Linked DNA regions of Mus musculus: all the other regions are linked to region 1. A link is a contact called in public promoter capture Hi-C data. All regions are on one chromosome and are shown on one strand. The core of a region is the stretch at or near the end of the contact, and the rest is flanking DNA. Distances in the headings are between cores, read along the strand shown.

The links. Promoter capture Hi-C pulls out the DNA fragments that hold promoters and counts their contacts.
Region 2: a contact with region 1 is called in a promoter capture Hi-C map of pre-B cells. The contact joins the promoter of Ppp1r11 here to the promoter of 1520401A03Rik in region 1. A contact is called at or near these places in 4 of 39 promoter capture datasets (cranial neural crest, frontonasal cranial neural crest, maxillary cranial neural crest and 1 more).
Region 3: a promoter capture Hi-C map of pre-B cells shows a contact between it and region 1. The contact joins the promoter of Tcp1 here to the promoter of 1520401A03Rik in region 1. A contact is called at or near these places in 3 of 39 promoter capture datasets (cranial neural crest, maxillary cranial neural crest and pre-B cells).
Region 4: a promoter capture Hi-C map of maxillary cranial neural crest shows a contact between it and region 1. The contact joins the promoter of Wtap here to the promoter of 1520401A03Rik in region 1. A contact is called at or near these places in 3 of 39 promoter capture datasets (cranial neural crest, embryonic stem cells and maxillary cranial neural crest).

The regions. Positions count from the first base shown.
Region 1 is chr17:23,724,776-23,727,970 of GRCm38.p6, reverse strand. 1520401A03Rik (elastin) reads left to right here and starts at 1,520. Exons shown (of 41, transcript XM_017317755.2): 1 at 1,520-1,832. Pkmyt1 (protein kinase, membrane associated tyrosine/threonine 1) reads right to left here and starts at 1,635. Exons shown (of 8, transcript NM_023058.3): 1 at 1,330-1,635.
Region 2 is chr17:36,950,267-36,953,461 of GRCm38.p6, reverse strand. It overlaps Ppp1r11 (protein phosphatase 1, regulatory inhibitor subunit 11), which reads left to right and starts at 1,670. Exons shown (of 3, transcript NM_029632.3): 1 at 1,670-2,039. The coding sequence starts at 1,956.
Region 3 is chr17:12,914,595-12,917,789 of GRCm38.p6, reverse strand. Tcp1 (t-complex protein 1) reads right to left here and starts at 1,461. Exons shown (of 12, transcript NM_013686.4): 1 at 1,161-1,461. The coding sequence starts at 1,224. It overlaps Mrpl18 (mitochondrial ribosomal protein L18), which reads left to right and starts at 1,699. Exons shown (of 4, transcript NM_026310.3): 1 at 1,699-1,843; 2 at 1,966-2,152. The coding sequence starts at 1,792.
Region 4 is chr17:12,990,619-12,993,813 of GRCm38.p6, reverse strand. It overlaps Wtap (Wilms tumour 1-associating protein), which reads left to right and starts at 1,555. Exons shown (of 8, transcript NM_001113533.1): 1 at 1,555-1,737.

The DNA.
Region 1 (3,195 bases), core at 271-2,770:
TCTTAATCAGTGCTTTAGATAATAGTTGAAATGACTCAAGTATAGTAGTGCCCTGGTGTCAGTATCTTTGTGCCCCTTGGGGCAAAAGAGGGTGTTGGGTTGCTCCAATGTTGTAATTGAAACAAAGGCAAAAAAGCAATAGAAAGTGTCCATTTTAGGGGAAGCCACAATGTATCAAAGGAGCCACACCTAACCTCTAGTAGTAGCTAGATCAAATTACTACTTAGGTTAAGTACTTAAGAGGCTTGCTGGAAGGCCCTCTTGTTATGGATCTATTTACTTCAAGAATCCCATCCCAGAGGTGGCCTTTAGCTTAGTGATAGAGTACATGCCTGGCACCATCAGCGTCCTGCATTTGATGCCCACCCTAAGAAAAAAAAAAACAAATCCCATCCCAGGTCTTCTGTAAGGATCCACGATCATGCTTGTTAATTAAACCTACAGTCTTGAAGGGGACGTGGGTGGGGGAGGTAAGAGTACTTGCTGCCCTTCCAAAGGACCAGGTTTGATTCCCTGACACACAAGCGTCTGTAACTCCAATTCCAAAGGGATCTGACACCCTTTTCTGACCTATGTGGGCACTAGGCACAAACAGACAAAAATACACATGCATTAAAAAGAGTAAAAACTTTTTTTTTTTAAAGGAAGAAGGAATACAGTCTCCATGCCTAGCACCTGGGAGTCCATCACCTTCTGTTTCAGCCAGAGAGACCATTCCCTCTCAATGCCATTTTCATTTCAACATCACTGGTCATTTACATTCTAATACCTCTGGCCTGGTCAAACAGCTTTTATGGGGTGAGAAGGGTTGGTAGTGGAGTCCCGGCTGAGTACAGAGTGTCCCTGAGCCACTGGGTTTCCAGGGACCTCACCCTCTTACTGAGCTGTACCCATCTGTTGACCACCATCTAGCGTTAGACTGTGAGTTTCTCCCGTGCAGGGCCACTGCTGAATCCGTTCGGTAGGCGAGGGGGAACTCTGACAAACCATTGCGTAAACAGGCTGTCACCCGGGGGTGGAGGGGCTCTTCCCAGAGAGCCGCGGGAGAAAGAGAGGCAGTGCTGGAAAAGGAGCGCCCAATGGGAAGGGACAGGGGACCCGCGGGAGTAGGCGGGGCGTGGGCGACAGCGCTGACCTGGAGTCATCCGAGGGCTAGTCCGGCCCGTGACAGACACGGAGGGGTGGGGCTGCTGCAGGGGGGTGGGGGGGTGACCGGATACTGAGAAGAGGCCGGAGGGCAGTCGCGGGGCGCAGCGCGGCAGGAGCGCGGGCCAGGGCGCCGGCGGAAGAGCGGCGCAACCGGGAGATCTCACCCGGGTGTGGGCTCACCTGGGGAGGCTGGGCGTGGCGCAGCGTGGCGCAGCGTGGCGCAGCAGCGAGGTCCCAGGTTCCGGGTCGGCGGGGGCCGCTGGGGACCTCACAGAGGCCAGGCAGGCCGGGGTCGGGCAGCGGGGCCTCTGGACACCGGGACGAAGCACCCTCCAAGAAGGGGAACCGCCCGTGAACGCGCGCGGAGCCAGCTCGCGCCAAAAATTCCAAACCGGCCTCGAGGCCCCGCCCAGGCTCGCCCGTGGTCCCGCCCCCGCCTGGTGCAGCGGGTCTAGCGCCCGGGGCATTGGCCCCGCCTCGCGTCTTGCGTGCGCACCGAGGTCTCCCCGCCTCCGAAGTTTGCCGGAGCGCTCTCACTGCGCAGACGCAACTCTTCGAGGCCTATTGCGGCGGGAACGATCCTTGGCCCCTCTCTGTCGGTATTTGTCGGCCTTCACACTATGGTCCCCACACCAGCTGCTCTCTATTGGCTGCCTTAATATTCGTGTCCATAAAAGGGGCAGGTAAGGGCCCTGCAGCCAAGTGGCATCTCCTCAAGGAGTTGCCACTGGGGACAGCACAAGCGAATGTCCCACTACTTATAATCTTATGCATATTCAGACACCGGTCTTCATCATCCCAGGATAGCGATTGGTAGCGCCTGTTCTAAGACGGTGGAGTCTCCTTGTAAATAGGCTGTCTGAGGCCGATTCTTACATCCTTTAGCTCAGAACCTTGTGCTCAACTGACTCCTCTCAGTCACTTCCTGGCCTCACAACCTCTGGTACATGATGGGTTGTCACTTTTCTTCTAAACGTGGAGCCGAGGAACCTAGGACAATTTCTTTAAAGAAGGTCTGCACAGAACAAAGTGGGGTGGAGCTTGCTTCATGGAGAAAGGGACCTTTATTGATTTCAACTAGAAGTGAAAAATCATGCTTTATAGCCAATCTCTCTAAAATGCTCCTGCAATCTCTTGGAACAACAGTGGGAAGGAAGGCCAGGCCCTACTTAAGCCTGAGATCAAGAGCTGGGGTACCGCCCACCTCCAAGCCCTTCCCTTTGCTTTAGTGACTTTGAGAGCCAGAACAGTTGTGACTTGGTCTAGTCCTTGTTGAGAACCCTAGACAGGTCCCTCTCCAACTATTTAGAGCTATTTTCTGCCAGCTCCGTTTTCTGGACAGGCCTCCCCTTCTTCCAACCATTTATTCCTCAAAGTCTAATTCATAATGATTAAAACACACTAACACACACACAGTAACAAAAAACAAAACAAAACAAAACAAACAAACAAACAAAAAACTGCACTGGTACATGTCTATACCCCAAGCACAGAGGCGGCTGAGGCAGAAAGGTCACATGAGCCTAGGAATTGGAGGCCAGTGGGTACTATAACAATATTCCTGGGGCTGGAGAGATGGCTCAGTGGTTAAGAGCACTGACTGTTCTTCCAGAGGTCCTGAATTCAATTCCCAGAAACCACATGGTGGCTCACAGCCATCTGTAATGCCTTCTTCTGGTGTGCCTGAAGACAACTACAGTGTACTCACATACATAAAATAAATAAAATCTTAAAAAAAGAAAGAAAGAAAAAGAAAACTCAATTAAAACAAAACAAAACAAAAAAACGAAACAAGATGCCTGTCCTCAGATAAACCACTAAGTAAAAGTTGGGTAAAGTGGTGTATAGCTCTGTAATCCCAACACTGAAGACCTGGGGAGGCTGAGGCAGGGGTAATCTCTGAGTTTGAGGCCACCCTGATATATATCAGAAGTTCTAGGCCAGCCTGGGCTACATAGTGAGACTTTGTCTCAAAACCCGGCACAGTTTTATCAATTTGAACCCTGTCTCATAAAGAAACTAGGGAAGAAGTAGAAAGGCTAGGCT
Region 2 (3,195 bases), core at 421-2,920, about 13 Mb before region 1:
CTAGTTGCAGATTTCCATTCATTTTCATGGCCATCTAGCCAACTCTTCCTGTCCTTCCCCACACTGGATCCTGACTCCACCCTATTCCTTTCCCCATTGCCCCACCTTCCCAGTTCCCTTCCTCCATCTGACTTATGACTATTCCCCCTTCGAAATGAGATTCAAGAGTCCTCACTTGGGCCATGGAGTGTACTGTGGTACCTGTATTTTGTGGATAATATCCACTTATAATGAGTACATACCATGCTTCTTGTCCTCTGAGAGGCTCCACCCAGCTGCTCACTCAAGATACAGATACCCATAGCCAAACACTGGAAGGAGCTTGGGGACTCTTATAGAAGAATAGAAAGAAGGATTTCAAGTCCCAAAGGGAATAAGAACATCATAGGAAGACCAAATGAGTCAACTAACCCTTAGGACTCTCAGAATCTGAACTACCAAGCAAAGAGCATACATGGGCTGGACCTAGTCCTCCCCTCACATATGTAGCAGATGTGCAACTTGGTTGTCATGCGGGTCCCAAACAACTGGATCAGGGACAATCCCAAAAGCTGTTGCTTGTACATGGGACAGGTTCTTCTAGCTGGGCTGCCTTGTCTAGCCTCAGTGGGAGAGGAAGCACCTAGTGTCGCTGAGATTTGAAGTGTCAGGGTGTGGGGATAGCCAGGGGGATCCCACCCAACTCAGAGAAGGGGATGGGGATGGGGGAAGGATTGTGGGAGGGAGTACCTGGGAGAGGGGCAGTGAACAGGGTGTAAAGTGAATAATAATAATAATAAAATAATTCTTTGTTGGGTGGTGGTGGTGGCCTTTGATCCCAACACTGGAGGAGGCATAAGCAGGTAAGTTTCTGAATTTGAGGCCAGTCTGGTCTACAGAGAGAGTTCCAAAAGGGCCAAGGCTACACAAAGAAACCCTATTTGGGAAAACAAAACAAAACAAACAAACAAACAAACAAACAAACAAAAAAAAACCTTCAATGTCTGGTTAAAAGAGGTAGGCGGGCTGCCACGACAGTTTGTACAAGCTAGGAGCTTACAAATTAGAGCCCCCTCCCCCCGTTTGGACTCTCGAGCATAGTAAGCCTAAATGAAAACCATTACAAGGACAATACAAAAAAGATGCACTTATATGTATTATACATATATCTTATCTAAATCTAGTTTCTCATTGTAAGGAAACAAAAACTGGTATTTTTGGATGGATAGTGGAGAGATTTAACAAAATTTAACCAGATGAATTTGGATTTGTTACTCTGCCCCCTGCATCTAACCTTTGCATTCCTCAAACTGGGAGCTAAATGGTAATCTAGGTGTTTCAGGCTTTAATCTTAGGGCCTACTACAGTCAAAAAATTTCAGGTTTAGTGTACCTTCACTGGGATATCAACAAACAGGGAGACGGCTAGAACCCAGTGTATTTCCTGCTCCTGGAAAACCGCTCCTTGACAGAATGATAAAAAGGAATTTGGAGATAGCTCCCTGTCCCACCTAATTTTTTCACCTAAGCTTATGGATACAGCAGATAGGGTAAGGATTCTAGGCACACAGACCTCATCCTTTCAGCACAACGGCCTCGAGTTGACCAGCCAATGAACTTAAGCCTTGCCTAGCCCCACCCCCCCCACTATGACATCACTTCTGCCAACCTCAGCGTCTGCGCACTATTGCATTACGGCGGAACTATTCTGGCGACGCCTGCTTTGACCCAGGCGGTGGTGGGGAAGGGAAACTGTGTTCTGCAGGATGCGTCACAACCGGAAGTGAAAGGCCGGAAGTGGGGTTGGACAGGTTTTCCCCAGGGGTGGGGAAGCAGAGGCCGTGGAGGAGTAGGGGAGATTAAGAAGCTAGAGCATCCTGGCCTCTACTCCGAGTCTTGTACCGGTTCTCTTAGATCTCTGAGGCTCAGAAAAAGGAAAGGGTGTCTCATCCCGCTTTCTCGCTTTTCGCTTTAGCCATGGCGGAGACAGGGGCCGGGATAAGTGAGACCGTCACTGAGACAACGGTTACTGAGACAACGGTTACCGAGACAACCGAGCCAGTGAGAAAGGCGGGCAGGGGGTCTATTTAGGGGTCTGGGAGGCACTGGGAGGGGGAGGGGGGTTTGGAAAGTTGGTGGGTTTGGGATCTGGGACATCATGTGGGGTTTACTCTTATTGGGAAAATCGCAAGGAACTAAATAGAGATGCTTGGAGCCGCTCAAATGGTTCAAGTGACTGGTCAAGGATTGTTTAATCCGTAGTTACAATTAGAGTATAGGTGTTAAGGCTTGGGGTGGTGGTCTATGTACGTAATAAACGGAAACTGGGTTAAGGAGCCAGAAAGGTACTGGGAGGAAGTGAAACGCCATTTGAGAAGGCGTGGTTTTGGAGGCAAATGTACAGAACGAGTACTTACCAATAGTGCTTACCAATAGATAGTCATGGAATGGGTGCGTGTTAAAGCGGAGGAAATGAGGAAACAAGAAAATAAGGTGAAGTGTGTTTTGGCAGATCAGGGAGGAGAGAAGCAAATGAGCAAACAACTTTTGCAAAAACAAATTGCTTTCAAAGGGAGAAAGATGCGTTGGGTTTGACAATGTCTGGGTTGAAGGAGATTAGTAGTTTAGCAGTTATTACCAGAGATGCCAGAATGTTAAAGAATAAGTGGATAGGATTAGGGAGCCCTGGGCTTGAAGATGAGAGAAGAAAGAATGAAGGCTTTTTTGTAGAAGGAGGGTTTTGGATATTTGTTTTATTTTGATATGTGTGTGTGTGTGTGTGTGTGTGTAGGCCTGAAGTTAACCTCAGATGTCTGAGACATGGTCTATATTTATTTATTTATTTATTTACTTATGATACAGAGTCATTGTGCCTGGAGCTGGCCAAATAGGCTAGTCTGGCTAGCAAGAGATCTGCCTTTTTGCACCACCACCACCACCACATTTGACTTTTTGTTGTTGTTTTTGTTCCCGTGGATACAAGGGATCAAACTCAGGTCTTCATGCTTGCACCAAAAGAGCTTTACCAACAGAGATGTCTCCCCATCCCTGCTTTATTTTATTTTATTTTTTTCTGAGAAAATAGCTATACCATGTTGCAGAGGCCATTTCAGTCTCCCAAGTGCTGAGATTACATACCTCAGTCTCTTTAGAACATGAATAAGAGGTGTGAAGAAGAAAGTGAGATCAAAGGCCAGTCACAGGAAAGGGAGAAAAT
Region 3 (3,195 bases), core at 212-2,711, about 11 Mb after region 1:
GAACAGTGAAAACTAATTAGAACAACACATAAACTATGACACTCAACTACCTATGATTTGCTAAAATCTAAAGTCTGTAATTACTATTTAAAAAAAAAAAAATCAAGCCGGGTGTGGCGGCGCACGCCTTTAATCCCAGCACTCGGGAGGCAGAGGCAGGCAGATTTCTGAGTTCGAGGCCAGCCTGGTCTACAAAGTTGCTTCCAGGACAGCCACAGCTATACAGTGAAACCCTGTGTGTGTGTGTGTGTGTGTGTGTGGGGGGGGGGGGGAATCACTTACTTAAGGACCAGTGAAGGTTAACTATTCTTTTTTCTATTTAGTATTGGTATATCACCGATTGCAAAGATTTTAATGCCTCAAATTATAAGCAATCTTAAGTTCATTCCTTACTACTACACTAGGGGGGAAAAAACCCTTTAAGTTCAGCCTTTCTCTTCAGACTCTGGCAAGTTTAGTAAGAATATTAGATAGTTCACCAGGATAAAGTAGTAGTAATTTCTAAGAGAGTTGTTTAAAAAAAAAAAAAAAGCACAACACAGAACACGGTTCCTGCAAGGGAATGCTTTCAAGAACAAATTCAACCACAGCAAACCACGTGCTTACTCGTATTAAAGTTAACCACGATAAAGGCAGCTAAAAGTATCGCTTAATAACGTTCAGTTTGCATTCCGTTACGTTTTACTGGGGGAGCAGCTGTCACCTGCAGATTCTGGGCATCCAAGAACCAGACCAGGGAAGGGAAGCAACGCAAAAGCCACCTAGATTCTATGAGCATCTTCTCAAGGGCCAATGGAACCGGTGAAAGCTACTCTTTTCTGGCTATGTCAGAGGTGCTCCAACCGGCTTGGAACCCAACAAAGGAGCAGAGGGGAGTGGCGGAGAAGTCTATCTGGAGCTCCTCTACTAGGTATTGGGGCACGGACGCCCACACCCATCTTGAACGCCTCCCCCAACCGTGTGCATTCTCGAACATTCTTCCCTTACACGGTAGGGCGCAATGGCGCCGAGCCGGCCGCTAGTGAGGGCGGATCCGGGATGGCTGGGCTTCTCCTGAAGGAACTTCACTGGGCCCGGCGGACAGCCCCGGCCTACGGACTGCGGCTGGGCTTCGGCCTGCGCCGCCGCGAGCTGGACCCTTACCATTCTCTCGCCCTTACCATTCTGGGAGCGGACCGCCTCCCCAGTGCTGCGGTCCCCGAACACGGACAAAGGACCCTCCATCTTCAGGAAACGAAGCAAAGCTCACTACGGCCGCAGACAACCGATAGCTCCGCTCTGAGACCGTTTAACGGCCACCACGGCGGGGACCACGGCGTGGAAAGGCCCGAGCGATGCCGCGGGGCCTGCTGGGTAACACGCCCTGCGCGCTCTCCACGCTCCACCAACCGCAAGGTCTGCCGGGAAAGCGGTAGGGATTGACAGACGAGGGCTGGGCGGGGCGAAAAACTGAAAACGCCGGAAGTAGGGGGCTGCGGGACGCTGGGTCAACTAGAGACAGTAGAAGAAAGGCGCGAAAGTGGAAAACGGAAGTCAGGCTCTTGGCCACGGCTAGCGTGTCCCGCCCTCCGCCTCAACGTCTGCGGTGATTGGTGAGCCAGGGATACCGATCGCTCACTCGGCCACTCAGCACCAGGGAGCTTGTTAGTTCCGGGTCCTTGAGACACCGAGGTACTGCCGGCCCTTGTAGCTTTACCCACAGTTAACATGGCTGCGACTAGTTGTTCCCCGAGACGACCCTGAGCAAAGGAAGATAGGGCACTGTGTGACTTTGCCCAGGTCCCGTCAGCCATGGCGCTTCGGCCGCGGTTCTGGAAATGTCTGTCAGTTTGCAGGAAACTGGGTAACTAATCTCGCCCCACCTCCTTGCCTGCGCTCTGTGCACAGTACGTGTGCATTTGCAAATGCGATTTTGTACCTGATGTGGGAAAGTGAAAGATGCATGTGATCTTTTTCATTTTCTAGAGTGTGGGTTCGCAGCCCTCTCAACCAGTTCCGTGCCGGCCGTGCAGCCCGACGTGGAGAGTAAGGAAAACGAAGCGGTGGCCCCGGAGTTCACCAACCGGAACCCTCGGAATCTGGAGCTCTTAGGGGTAGCTCGGAAAGAACGGGGCTGGGCTACCGTGTGGCCTAACCGTGAGTTCTGGCACAGGTAATTAAAGTCGGCTTGTGACTGACTAAGCTGTGCTTAGCACCTTACCAATTTCACCAATCCCCTGACTGATCCTGCCAGGTAAGCCTCGGGATGTGTCAGGAAGATGACATGTGGGTAGAAAGCGACCTTGGAGCAAGCAACTAGTTAGTTGCCTTGAAGAAAACTTAAACGGTAATTTGAGAATAAGCGGCTATGTCCTGAGGCCTCTCTGAAGGTGACATGTCAAAAAGCTGAGATCTAAAGGACAGGAAGCCGCGAAATCATTTGCCATGAAGGCTATTCTAGCAAAGGAGGCTAGGAGGCTGGGATTGAGTGTCTGGAACTGACAGGCCTGTGTACCTACCTGTTCAGTAAGTAAAGGTGTGTGTGTGTAAGCTGTTACAGAATAGAGTGCTAAGTAGAATTAGTTATTAGCGTGCACATTAGGGTAAAGTTTGAGCCTTAATGATTTTTTAATGGGGGGAATAAAGGTTAAAAGTTCATTAATAGAAACATTTTATGAAATACATTTTAAAATTTGTATTCATTTAAAGCACTTACTGAGTTCACTGAGGACCCAGGCAGCTTACAATGGTCTGTAATTCCAGTTCCCAGGGATCTGACACCCTCTTCTGACCTTGGCACACAGCGATACATTCCCAAAAATAATCATACACATGGAAATAAATGTTAAATTTTATTTTGGGAGAACTACGCAGTTTAGATGAGTACCTTCATCACACAAAGCAAGTGCTTTACCTCTGAACTGCACTCCCCAGCCCCAAGATGGCTACTAACTGAAAGCATTGGATTTACAAGCAGTTATGCTAGATGCTTTAAATGTATGTCTTTTTTTTTTTTTTTTTTTTTTGGCTGGCCTCAAACTCAGAAATCCACCTGCCTCTGCCTCCCGAGTGCTGGGATTAAAGTCATGCGCCACCACGCCCGGCTGTATGTCTTTTTTTTTTTTTTTTTTTTAATTTAACTTTTTTTTTTTTTAAGACTTATTTATTTTGTGTATGGGTATACACTGTCTCTGTTTTCAGACATACCAGAAGAGG
Region 4 (3,195 bases), core at 306-2,805, about 11 Mb after region 1:
AGCCCCAAGTTAATCTTTAAATTTAAAATAGTGTCTCTGAACTTCTTTGGTATTTGAATTTGTATCTCATTATCTTTTACACTAGAAATCTTTGAAGAAAGTAACATTAAAATGTTTGTACTACAATATATGTAACTTCAAAACCATAGCAACAATGTTATAACTACAAATCACTTAGTGAAACTGAGTGATTCTTAGGTATCTAGGACAGAGCCCTCTGTAGGCACAGAGCCAGAGCATGAAATTCAAACACTGCAGCTATATTCTTTCTTTTGTGTATCTTTCAGTTCCGCTATCAATTTTAATTTGAATTGATTCCTTTCAATTTGTTTTGGACTCTGGAGGGATTTTCTTGTTTTACCTATTCGTTTCATAAGTTTTGAAAACTCACAAGTCTTGCTGTTTCTACCTTTATCTCCTACAGCCATTACCCTCTTTTGAGTAACTATTAAGTTTCTGCAATATTCTTCCATTTTCTCGATATGTGCCTACATATATGTGTATATGTATTTCTACACCTTGCTTTATTCACTCAAGCCAGGACTCATTCCAAAGTAACACATAACTATTAATGTCTGCATCCTCACCAGGAAACAGGATTTCAATGTATATTTCCATTATAAACAAAGTTGATCCTCCTTCTATGGAATATTTTAAGGATCTGTGAACCATCTGTTCACGTCCTTCTCCATTTTCTTTAGTTTTCCAAGGACCCTGCGATGTAAACTACCTAGTGGTGGCATCTGGTCTCTACTGTAACTGTATCCTTATAAATGATCTCAGGCAGGGCACCTACGCTGGGGATTAACCGGGCTCATAAAACCGACTAAGCCTAAATATGACTGTCCCATCTGGGAAGTGCTGAAGAGACTGCCGAGCACCGCTGTTCTTGCTAGAGTACTCCAGAACCCTCACCCGGCTGCCTTCCCGGGGCTTCCAGTCTGCCCACACGCGCAGCCTCCTGGCTCCTCGACTCAAACCCAAAGACGCCCCGGGGCAAAGCCGGCGGCCCCAAGAACGGCGACGGCTTCTAAGTCCCCCTCCCCCGCCCCCAACTTAAAACGAGGGGCGCTTAAGCATGAAGCCGCTGTCTCCCCGTTCCGGCACGATGCGCGGAAGCATCCTGAGCTGTGAGACTGCCTGGAAGAGCCAATCACGCGCTTGTCGGCTCGGATTCCTCCGCCCAGGCCGCGCAGCAGCCGCAGGTGGCCCCGCCGAGCTTGTCCGGCAGCGGCCGTCGTCCCGAGATGCCTCGCGGGTGACCTCCGACCTCGCGGGCCCGCCCTTCTCTCCGGCCGCTTCCCTTCCCAGCCCCGCTGAGCTTGCAGAGCCCCGACGGGGCCGGTGCGGGCTTCCGCGGACTGTCTCCGTGCGGCGGCGGCGTAGTGCCGCTGCCTCTCCGCGCCCCGAGGTCCCGAGCGGGGCCGAGCCGGCCGCCCCTCGCCCCTTCTCTCCAGAGGCGCCCGGCGCGGTGACCGAGGAGGCGCCCGAGAGGCGCGTCTCGGGTGAGTGGGCCACGGGCGGGGTCTCCGCGGCGCGCTCGGGGCGGGGCGCAGTCCGGGCGGGGCGGGGCCGGCGGCAGGGCCGGCTTTCCTCCCTCAGCGCCATTTTGTGGCTGCGAGACCCGCAAATAAAGGTTCTCGCCAGCGCTGCGGCGGGAGGAGCGCGGGGGGGCCGGCGGCGGCGCGGCCTCGGCCTGTGTGACTGGCGGCGCCCGCGCAGCCTCGGGCTGGGAAGGTAGGTGCAGCCCGCAGCGGGAATGGCCACGAGGGCCTGTGGGGCCGGGGAGCGAGGCGCGGCCGCCCTAGACCCGGGGAAATGCACTCCGGGCCGGAAGGGCGACCGGGCCTGCGGCCGTGCAGGTTTCCCGTTAGGCAGAGCGGTTTGCTGCCCGTGGGGATCCTTGCACCGCTTCGCGGCCATTCTACTTCCGTCCCTGACGGCAGGGGACAGGGCGGGCGTTCCCGCGGCCGGGGAGGCGGGGAGGCCGGAGGCCGCCCTCTCGGGGCTGACTGGCCATGCCGGTCCTTTCCCCGCCTCTGTCGCCCCCTCCCACCTTCCAGGGTTCGTCACCGGGGACCCAGAGGTACCCACAGTTCTGTATGGCACAAGTGAAGCATTCTGTTTTGTTTTTTGGGTTTTTTTTTTGTTAAAAACAATTCCGTACCACGTAGTAGCTTGTCTTTGCAACCACGTTCACCTGTGGACTTCCATTTTTACATAAGTGCATGCATTGTGAGAGTAGTTCTTTTTTTTTTTTTTTTTTGACAGCTTAGTGGAATTTTTCGTGAACTTCTAGTCTAGTTTTGGATTTCTGTATGGCTGATTTGACCGTATTTAAAATTGTTTTGCATAAGACAGCGGGTGCACGGTAGAACAAGACCTAAGTTTTCCTCTCTGTGTACATGTTTTATGGGCGTGGGGGGCGGCTAGGCCTTGTGCATGCACGCTAGGCCAGCCTTCTGCCGTTCAGCAATTCCCCGAGCCCACAGTTCTTGGTTTGAGAATGAGGAAGTCAGTTAATTTGACCCCAAAGGACTAAGAATACACTGTAAGCTGGTTGTAAAGATCGGTGAGCCTGTTAAAGCTTCAAGGAGCATGTTATAATCCTCTACGTTTTATTTACGCCTTTTTCATCGTTTTCACGCTCTACCCTAGCCTTTTCATTTAGTTAATTTTATTGTTTGGAAAGATAGGTGGAAGTCACAGATCAGTTACTACAAATTCTACCTTTCTTTCCCTTTAGCTTATGTTTGAGCTTTGGGACTGGAGAGTTGGCTCAGCAGTTTCTCTTCCAGCACCGGAATGATGGCTCTTGACCATCCTTAACTCTTGTTCTGGAATTTTGACTTCCCACTTCTGACCTCAGTGGGTGGCATCAGGCGTGCACGTGATGCACATATATACGTGCAAAACATTCATAAAACATTTTTAAATGCGGTCTGGAGAGAGATGGTTCAGCGGTTAAGAGAACTGACTGCTCTTCCAAAGGCCTGAGTTCAAATCCCAGCAACCACATGGTAGCTCACAACCACCCATAAAGAGATCTGAAGCCCTCTTCTGGTGTATCTGAAGACAGCTACAGTGTACTTACCATATAATAAATTTAAAAATTTTTTAAATGCCTTTTTTTTAAACGCTTTTTTTTCTTTTAAACCAAGCATCATGTTTTCTTATAGGTAAACATGTAGACGA